Linked DNA regions of Triticum aestivum: region 1 is linked to region 2. A link is a contact called in public Hi-C data. All regions are on one chromosome and are shown on one strand. The core of a region is the stretch at or near the end of the contact, and the rest is flanking DNA. Distances in the headings are between cores, read along the strand shown.

The links. Hi-C and Micro-C count contacts between places; a contact is called where the count stands out from the background.
Region 1: a Hi-C map of leaf shows a contact between it and region 2, with 4 times the contacts expected there. The contact joins the promoter of LOC123096845 here to the promoter of LOC123096842 in region 2. A contact is called at or near these places in 3 of 5 Hi-C or Micro-C datasets (leaf and root).

The regions. Positions count from the first base shown.
Region 1 is chr4D:133,176,974-133,182,200 of IWGSC CS RefSeq v2.1, forward strand. It overlaps LOC123096845 (ATP-dependent DNA helicase Q-like 1), which reads left to right and starts at 2,460. Exons shown (of 10, transcript XM_044518616.1): 1 at 2,460-2,787; 2 at 3,614-3,999; 3 at 4,237-4,497; 4 at 4,589-4,752; 5 at 4,882-4,978; 6 at 5,072-5,115; 7 at 5,202-5,227. The coding sequence starts at 2,679.
Region 2 is chr4D:132,608,973-132,614,004 of IWGSC CS RefSeq v2.1, forward strand. It overlaps LOC123096842 (pentatricopeptide repeat-containing protein At1g09190), which reads left to right and starts at 2,804. Exons shown (of 2, transcript XM_044518614.1): 1 at 2,804-4,524. The coding sequence starts at 2,821. The coding sequence ends at 4,404. LOC123096841 (transmembrane protein 205) reads left to right here. Exons shown (of 3, transcript XM_044518612.1): 2 at 1-152; 3 at 749-1,185. The coding sequence ends at 964.

The DNA of each region.
Region 1 (5,227 bases), core at 1,210-3,709, 570 kb after region 2:
ATACCGGATTTTACTAGCGCAACTGATCGATTCGTCCTAGTATAAAAACCATCAGCCTTTGTGAACTTGCCAAATTTTTTATTTTGAGCGGTGTGAACTTGGCCAAATGGGTTTTTGTTTTGCCACCTCCTTTTGGACCCAACTTTTTATAATCTCAGAGCCCAGATCACGGACTAGCCCAGCTGAAGATATCAAACTAATTTCGGGCGCCCTTATGTCTCGGGGGATGCGCTCGCGGGGCGAGCCCCAGACGGGCCGGCCCAGCCGCGCACTCGCCACCGCCTGATTTTTTTTTCTGTTTTTCTGTTCTTATTTCTTTTAGTTTTGTACTTTTCTTTATACTTCAAAATATTCTACCTATATCTATATGTATGTATATATATTTTATAAAAACAGTTTCAAAACACACATTTGGAAAAAATGTTGAATAAGTATTAAAAATGTTGAACAAAATTTAAAAAATGTTCAGAAAGTGTTTGAAAATGTTGAATAACTATTAAAAATATTGAATAGGTATTAAATTTTTTTGAACGAGTATACGAAAAATGTTGAACAAGAAATTGAAAAATGTTAAACAAGTATTTGGAAGTATGAATAAGTATTAAAAATGTTGAACAAGTATTTGAAAAATGTTGAATAAATATTAAAAACTGTTGAACAAGAATTTTAAAAATATTGAGCAAGTGTTTGAAATGTTGAATAATTATTAAAAATATTGAGCAAGTATTTGAAAAATATTGAATAGATATTAAAAAATATTGAACGAGTATATAAAAAATATTGAACAAGTATTTGAAAATGTGAATAAGTATTAAAAATGTTGAACAAATATTTGAAAAAATGTTGACTAACTATTAAAATGTTGAACAAGTATTTAAAAAAATATCAAAATAACGTCTGGACAATGTTGAACGTGTATACAACAAGTGTTGATCACTTGTTAATTTTTTTGACATGTACAAAAAAAGAAAAAACCCGAAGAAAGCATTGAAAACCAAAGAAACAAATGAAAAAAGAATAAAAAATAAAAAAGGAGAAGAAAAAGGAAAAAGAGCAAAAAAGCGAAAAAAAAGAAAACCCCAATAGCACAGAAGAATATGAAGAAAGAAAAGAAAGAAGGGGAAAAAGAAAAACAGAAAATACAGAAAAACCTGAAAAACCAATGAAAACCGGCTCTTTATGCCTCGAGTAGGGCGCGCCCAGTACTTTAACTCTAACTCGGCGTGAGCCTAGTGGCTAGGAGCTCCGTGCAACACGCTGTAGACCGAATCCCAGGATTGCCCATTTTCCTTGCGTTTTTCTTGGCCGCTGCTAGGTGTCAGCCGATTTATTTTAGGCAAACTTAAACCGTCTCTAGAATCGTCCGATTCAGTCGCACCCAGCCGCAGGATCCGGCAGCTCCCATGCCAGCACACACACAGCGCTAGCCCACGGCAGCACCGCGCATCACCGATGGCGCCCCCGCGGCGCTCCATTGCAGCCTCGGCGGCGCTTTGATGCAACCCCGGCGAAGCTTCAATGCCAGCACTGACGGCCTCCGGTGAGCTCCATTGCAACCCGACGGAGCTCCAGCGCAGCAACGACGCTCCGGCGAAGCTTCAATGCCAGCACTGACGGCCTCCGGTGAGCTCCATTGCAACCCGACGGAGCTCCAGCGCAGCAACGACGCTCCGGCGAAGCTCCATTGAAACTCCGGCAGAGCTCCAGTGCAGCACCGACGGCGTCCGACGTAGCTCCATTGCAACTCCGGCGAAGCTCCAATGCAGCGCCGGCCGTGCTTCCGGCGGCCCGGCGTTGTTCCATTGCAACACCAACGGTGCTCCCAACAAGCTCCAAGCAACATCACCGGAGTTGCACCCCCCCGGTAACATCGCCGGAGTTTGCAGCGCCCCCCGTCGGCCACTCTCCGCGGTCACCGTCGCAGCGCGACGCGCTCCATTGCAGCTCAGGGAGCCACGCACGTTGCTTAAACCGCAGCTCCGAAGGCCATGTGCAGATGCGCCCCGTTGCAGCAGCAATAGCTCCGACGGCCATGACGGGCGGTGGCACGCGTCGAAGTTTCCCTCGATACATGACAGCAGCAGTCGTCGCAGCAGAGCATCGTCGCCTGCAGCAGCAACGCTCCGTCGCTCCGGTGGTGAGAGGGAGCAGGAAGAGAAGGGAGCTCTGTGCAGAGAGTAGAGCAAATCACGGTCATGGAGTGGCAAACATGAGAGAGCGATAGAGAGAGGAGGGATCCGTAGGAGGGGATGCACTGGCGTGAAGAAGACGACCCGAGCGAGAAAAATGTGTGGCTATGGCTTCCCCTGCGTGGGATAAGGCCGAGATGGGGAGCGGCACGCTGGGCCCAGCCAGGACGCGTGTCAATCGCTGGACGAGGCTTACGTCTCGTTGTAATCATCCGGTTTAAAACAATGGTTTTCCGTTTTTCTTTCACTGCGCGCGCGTAACGGGCCGGCCCGACAATGTAGTCGCTTAATGCGAGAAATAGACGCCGCGACCAATTTCTGCCAAAAATTATTCTCAAAAAAAATTCTGCCAAAAATTAAGCCAAAGGAGACGGCGCGCGCCCGCACCCGCAGGCCGCAGCTCTTTCCCGCGTCCCCCCCCTCACCGACGTTAGGGTTTCGATCCGTGCCGGCGTCCGCGGGAGGCGGAGGCGTGCTTGCCAGCCGGAGATGGAGGAGCCTCACTGGGAGAGGGAGCGTCTCCTGGACCTGGCCGTCGACTACGGCTTCGACCGCGACTTCGCCGTAGCCGCCCTCTCCCGCCTCGTCCACCTCTACGGTACGGCCGCCTTACGCCCACCTCCCCCCCTCCCCGCGTGCTCTAACGGCGGATTGGCTGCGGCTGGTTTTGTTTTCATGGGACGAGCTCCTGATTTGATTGAAACGAGGAGTTAAAATGTAGTAGGAATTGTAGGGGAGAGACGCCCGGCCCAATTAAGACCATTTCATTTTGGGGGTGGTTTGCTTGGGTGTGCTGCTAGGATCAATGCCGCTTATGCATTATGAACACATCAGCTTGTTATTTGCGCATGAAAAACTTGGTTCATGATAGAGAGAGGACCAGTTATCATGAATTATGGAAAATGTATTACCTGTTCTATTGGTTTCGCACGTGTTGACAGTACTGCATTTTGATCACAATGAGCAGTCATTTTGAGTATTTGGGTAGGTAGGTTTGCGATATGGAAGGTGTTGAATCAAATCATTTCTTCTTAAGTGTACATATATGTTCTGTTTTGACCATTTTAGTGAGCCAGTGTTTGGGTGTTTTTTCTCCCTGTCAAGAAATTGGTGTACTTCTCCTAATAGAATGAGCAAAGGTCCTGGCCTGCATTCGACAGAATAAAGATATGTTTGGTACTCCTGCCCATCTTCACAACATAATTCAGTGAAACCTGCTCAGTATGCTGACTTAGACGTTTAGTTTTCGGCAGCATTTTATATTGAATTATCAAGTGACTAGTGCTGAGGTTTCTGATGCTTTTGGATAAACTGTACCATCCATAGTTAACACATTATGCTTTGCTTTTGCTTCAGTGTAGTTTTGGGTTCACATCTTGCTGGTTGATACTATGTATGGGCGATAATTTATTGTTCTGGCACAGGAGAGGATGGCCAAGATTTCATTACTGTGGAGAACTGTGGCGATGATTTTATTGCTGCATTGGCTGATGCAACACAACTTACTGATGACTGGGATGATCTGAATGCAATAGAGACTGAAGCTTGTGGCAATTTGAATGAAATGATGAGGAAGGGTGTAAATGATGAAAAAGGAGGAGTTGTTCTGGATACCCCTTTGTTCAAAAGGGCAGACTCCTCCAGTCAACATAATCCGAAAGGTTTAAAAACATCGAGCTTTTCCTCTGATGATTCAGATTTTGACATATTTGATGAAACAAACACCCACCGTGATAATAACGTGGGTACCCAGAAGAAGCCACAAACAAGAAACTCTAAAGCTCAGACAAGAAGCTCAACAAAATCTACTGTAAGCCAACTCCTGATTTCTCCCATTACTGGTCTTTTCCATCTCCATTTCTATTGTGCACATGATGGATATGTACTTGTGAAAATACTGTAACATAAGTTGACTGAGCCTGCACACATATGGATACAGTAAACATACTATTATTATCTCCACAAAAGTAGAGAGAGTTTTGCTTTTCCAACCCTGCTGCTAATCTTATAGGCATTGTTCTTTGTGTTTCGAAATTATGTTTTGAAGGTGAACAAAGGAACCAAGAGATATGAATCAACAACTCCAACTTCAAATAGAGAGGGACAGCCAAATGCATGTCTTTTGAAGAGAGAAATTTTGAGTTATGAGCAGCTTTCTTCTCTAGATGACATCAATTTGGCCAATGCTGTCATCTTTGGCAACAAAAGTTTTAGGCCCCTGCAGTATGAAGCTTGTAGTGCTGCACTGGACAATAAAGACTGTTTTATACTTATGCCAACAGGTGGTGGCAAAAGCTTGTGTTATCAGGTAACTAAATTCTGCCTTGTTCAGCATTCTTATTTTAATCTTGTTTGTTTTGCGAGATTTGAAAACTTCATTTGTATTATCACCTTTGCAGCTCCCTGCAACATTGCACCCAGGTGTTACTGTTGTTGTGTGTCCATTGCTGTCACTTATTCAGGATCAGGTGGTTGCTTTAACCTTCAAGTTTGGGATACAAGCAGCATTCTTGAATTCTCAGCAAACTTCTGCACAGGCATCTGCAGTTATCCAAGAGCTTAGGTAAACACTATTGCGTAGTTCATTCGATCTCTAGTTTACATTATCACATGATTTTCTTTCCTATGTCCCCTCCAGTGTAAGAAATGATCTGCCATTTGTTTTGTAACTTAAGTTTTCATCTCGTTGCAGAAATGGCACACCTTCTTTCAAACTTCTGTATGTCACACCTGAAAGAATGGCTGGAAATTATTCCTTCATGGAGATCCTCAAAGGCTTACACCAGAGGGTATATATTATGTTGTTGAAATGCTAGTACTTCCGAGATCAGTACTTCTATTATTTGGCCCGAGAGGATATGCTAACCTGGACTTTTTGATAGGGATTGCTAGCAAGGTTTGTGATTGATGAAGCACACTGTGTAAGGTAATGCTTAAATCAAACCTTTGTCATATTCTTCCAGAGGCAGTTTTTTTTTCCTGACATATTGCTGATTTCTATTTCTATCCAAGTCAATGGGGACATGACTTCCGTCCAG
Region 2 (5,032 bases), core at 1,554-4,053:
CGGTGTGTTCAGCTATATCGGTTGCAGCATTTGCATACCTCAACCCATGGAAGACAGCATCAACTATTGAGCGTTACCAGCTTGGTTTCCTTCTTGCTGCCCTCGGTTTTGACCTGTCCAATCTTCTGGTCTTCACCCCCATGACTATCGAGGTCAGTCCTTTACGTACTCATTAGTCTTGTTTACAAGGTCACATTACCCTTTTTGCCTTCTCATACTTCTACTTACAAGGAAAATTTGTATTGTATTTGTGCTAGATGACAATTGCGATGATTAGTGAAGTTTCATTTTATAGAGTCATCTGTTGTTTAATGTCATAAAATATTGGTACATCTGTCATGACACACGGTCTTGGATTAACAGTTCCGTGCAGAAATCACAGGCACATCCGGATTTCTGTTAGTGTTTGTAATAATATTATCGGTAGTGAACAAAAGTAACATGGTAGTTACCCCGCAAAAAAAAACATGGTAGTTGGCCTTCGCAGCCTCGTAGGTGATGCTGTTCCCATACAGAGAATCATAATACATGGTGACACGGACTTGGTTGTGTAGTATATGTTTTTTTTTTGCGGGTGTGTAGTATATGTTATACGGCCTGCGAATCATACTGGTTGCTGCAAACAGCTATAGTGTGTGGTTTAAAGTAGTAACCGTTCAGGGGGACTGGATCCTTGCGATGAGCTCAGAAGAACCTATGCTGTATGCAGCTGTTGATTCACAGTAGCAACTTTGCTCATCTTGCGCAGATGATGATGAAGAGGCACAAGATCGAGAAGGATCTTGGCATCGGTGGTGAGGTGGGACGGTCAAGGAATGCCGAGTTAGCAAAGACAAACCCTGCACTCGCAGCGATGAACAAGAAGTTTGGGATGATCCACGGGCTGTCGTCCCTGGCAAACATCATGGCATTCGGCAGCCTGGCCATGCACTCATGGTACCTAGCGAGCAAGCTCGAGTTGTGACTGTTGAAAGTTAAGTGATGAGTCCATGTAATGACCTCTCTTCTCAGCTGGTGACAGGAGCTTATAGTCTAGGCTGTCTACAGCTAAAGAAAGAGTAGTGTGAAAACTTTGCATCTGATGTTGTGACTTGGGATAATAATGTACAGAGTGCAAGGAGTGTCTAGCTGTTTAATAATGTGCAGGAGCGCAGAAACTCCGCTAGAATCAGTTTATCTTTTACAGATGATGATCTGCGTATGAAACGGGTGTAAACTGAAATTGGCCACGAATGGTTGTAGATGGTGCAAGTATGATGCTCTGGTGCTATAGCAAATAACATTCCTTTGGAATTCGCAAAAAAAGGAAAAAAAAAACGATGGACACATCTCAGTAGCACACAACCAGGGGATGATGTAAACCGTGAACGACTGGCAATGGGCTCCGTTTAGATGGCACCTCTGCTTTTTCTCTTTTCTAATCCTTAATGCAAGCTTTAAAAAATAAATCATATCCCTCTATTTATATCCCTCCTAGCGAGCTCAAGAGAGGCTCAACGAAAAAACTATTACAAGATGGGCCCTCGGCCAAATTTCCTAATTCATGAGCAACGGAATAGCCTCTCTAGGACTTTGCGCAGATGAGGTATAAGAAAAGCTGCACGCGATGTGACAGCAATCATCAAAGATTGCAGCCGCTGGACCTACAGATTGTCGCTTCAGCAGATAGCACATCGTAATAGAAGTCAATTTCCCAATTCCTTGCATTTTCTAATCCTGCATCTAAGCTTGTGCGACGTACAGGCCAAATATGGAAGTAGGCCGAAGAGCCTGCCTGATTTAGCTTGCACGCACGGCCCATTTAAGATCACTCTCATCGTTCAGCAGATGCGCCCGGGACCTCCAATGTGACGCGCTCTGCGTCTAGTTGCTGTATATGCGGTCACGGGGATTCGAACACATGATCGACTGCCATACACGACGTGTTCCTACTAGCTGAGCTAGCAGTTATAGCTAATCAAATAGTAGCATCAAACATAAAAAAACCAAACACGGTGCACAGATCCGAATTAGTTTAGGAATTTTGAAAGCAATATTTTTTGAAAAAACGGAATGTTCTGTGAAATGCAAACACTTTCCAAATTGATGAACAAATTTTCTAAAAGCTATAACATTTTCGAAAAACAAGAGCATTTTTTGAAAATCATGAACAGTTTTTTTGAAATGGGAACATTTTTCCAAATTCCAAAACAAAATTTGGAAACGTGAACATATTTTGAAATTCATGAACAATTTTTTTAAACTTGTGAACAATTTTTGACACTAGAACATTTTTTGAAACTCCTGAAAAATTGAAAACATGAACACATTTTTTTAAAACAGGAATATTTATGAAAAAATGTAAAAAAATCAATTTTTTTTGTAAAACAAAAACAGTTTTTGAAATGCCTGAACAATTTTTTAAAACTGTTTCGAATTTATGAAAAAAATTAAACACGATTTTGTTTTTGAAATTTTAAACGTTTTGTAGAAAATGAACAAATTTTGAACTTTCCGAACAACTTTTGAAAAATGAACAGAAAACAGAAAAAGGGAAAAGAAAGAAGAAAAAGAACAGAAAAACGGAAAAGGGAAAAATAAAAACGAAAAAACCCCAAGAAGAAACAGGAAAACCGGTCAAAAAGAAAAAAAGGTTCAGGGAACCTTCTAGAAGGACCGGCTGGCTAGTTCTGATATAATGGGCCGGCCCATTGCTAGCGATTTATCGGCTGTGCGTGCGTCGACAGCTTGACGCAACGAGCGGCGCATAGGGTTTTCTGATGCGCCCCGCGCATTCTCAAATCCAATCGAAGCCATTCTTCATAAAAAACAAAACAAAAGATGCAACGGAAGCCGAATTGTCTCGCGCTCTTGCCGATGCCGTCCACCGCCGCCGCAAGCGAGCCCTCCCCGTCGTTCTCCCACGCCGTGACCACCCCCGACGGGTGGCACCCCCGCACAGCGGAGCGCCGCCTGCTCCATCTCCTGCACCATTCCTCCCGCGCCCGGCGACGCCCGCTCGAGCTCCTCGCCTTCGCCGTCCGCCATTGCCTGCATTCCTCCCCGCCCTCCCCGCACCACCACTTCCTCGCCGCGCTCCTCCTCCTCTCCTCCCCTCCGCCGCCGTCTCTCTCTCTCCTGAGCCTCCTCCCTCCCGAACCCCCGCCTCCCCTCGCACTCCTCAACGCCGCCCTCAAGTCCCTTTCCGCCCCCTCTCCGCCCCTCGCGTTCCGCCTCCTATCCTCCCTTCGCCGCCTCCATGCCCCCGATCGCCTGTCCTTTCTCCCGCTGCTTGGGTCCACCTCCTCGTTGCCGCTCCTCTCAGCCCTCCATGGCCTCCTCCTCCGCCTCGGCTTCCTCTCCCACCACGCCATCTCCCTCGCGCTCCTCAGGCCCTATCCTCTGCCCCACGCACGAATCCTGTTCGACGAAATGCCCCAGCAGAGAATGTGCACCATCGCCTACAACACACTCATCACCGCTTATGTGAAAGCCAAGGATATTTTCACCGCACGCCATCTGTTTGATGAAATGCAGCGGTTCAAGCGCTCCAGGAGAAGCATGGTTTCCTGGAATGCTATGATCGCAGGGTGTACTTGTTGTGGGAGGGACGACATGGCAGTGCGGTATTTCCAAGAGATGGTGAGGGAGGGCAAGGTGGCGCCAGATGATGGGACCCTTGCCGCGGTGCTGCCTGCTTGTGGGAGGACGGGGAATGCTGGTGCCGGGAGGTGGGCGCACGAGTATGCATGCAAGATGGGTATCTTAGACAGCTCGGTGCATGTTGCTAATGCGGTGGTAGATATGTATTGCAAGTGTGGCGATGTGAGCAGCGCAAGAGAGGTGTTCGAAGGGATGCAACAGCGGAGTGTGGTGAGCTGGAACACAATGATCTCTGGATTTTCATTGAATGGGCAAGGGATTAAGGGGGTTGAGCTGTTCCGGCAGATGGTGAGGTCCGGAGGGGAGCCTAATTCAGTGACTTTCCTGGGGGTGCTTGGTTGCTGTGCCCATGCTGGGGCAGTAGATACTGGGCAGGTGATCTTCCAGATTATGCAGTCAGAGCATGGGATTGAGCCGGGAATTGAACATTATGGATGTATGGTAGATTTACTTGGAAGGTCCGGCCTTCTCGAAGAGGCACATGCGCTGATTCAAGGGATGCCAATGAGCCCTAATTCTGCAATATGGGGATCACTTCTAAGCGCCTGTCATGCCCATGCTGGGCTCGGCATTGCCGAGGTGGCTCTCAAAGAGCTTATTAGTCTGGAACCTTGGAATTCAGGGAACTATATGCTGTTGGCCAATCTTTATGCGGAAACACAACGTTGGGAGGAGGCAGGTGATGTGAGGAAACTGATGAGGAGGATGAGTGTGCAAAAGGCACCAGGGCAGAGCCTAATTGAAGAACCAAGTTCAAGTTGACAAATGCATGCTCGCATTGTGAGTTAACTCTGGAAATACTCCTACAACAGAGAGGGGAAAACTGCAAAGTGGACTATGCATTGACCAATCTTATCAAGAGATCACATAGTGGTATTACAGGTAATCACTTCAACTGTCTATTATTTCATATAGACTTATACCCAATATGGAATTCGTTTTTATGGTCAGTTCAAGAGCAATATAGGCACTAGACACCTGATTTCATTCGATACATATGTGTTATTCATGTCCTGCTGTGAATAAATGTCTTGCTAAAAATTGGAGACCCTACAATATTGCTGACAAGAACGAAGATATGTGAGTAATGCCTTCTGTCCTGGAGACTGGTTCACCATAGTTATTCTATATTTGAAATAGTATACATGTAGTTTGCAATTATAAGCGGTGATAATGGTGGGTAGTAGTAGTACATTTTTTAAAATTTATATTCTGAACATTTTGTAAGGTGAAATCACTCTTTTCATGGGGCATATTCTGATTACTTTTAACAAATGTTATATTAAGCCATTTATCAATTTTTTTTGAATAAACACGGTGTATATTGGTTTATTTTTGTTTATTTAAGTGTTGCTGCTTTTGAAAGTGTCTAACTAGCCCATCTTTTGAA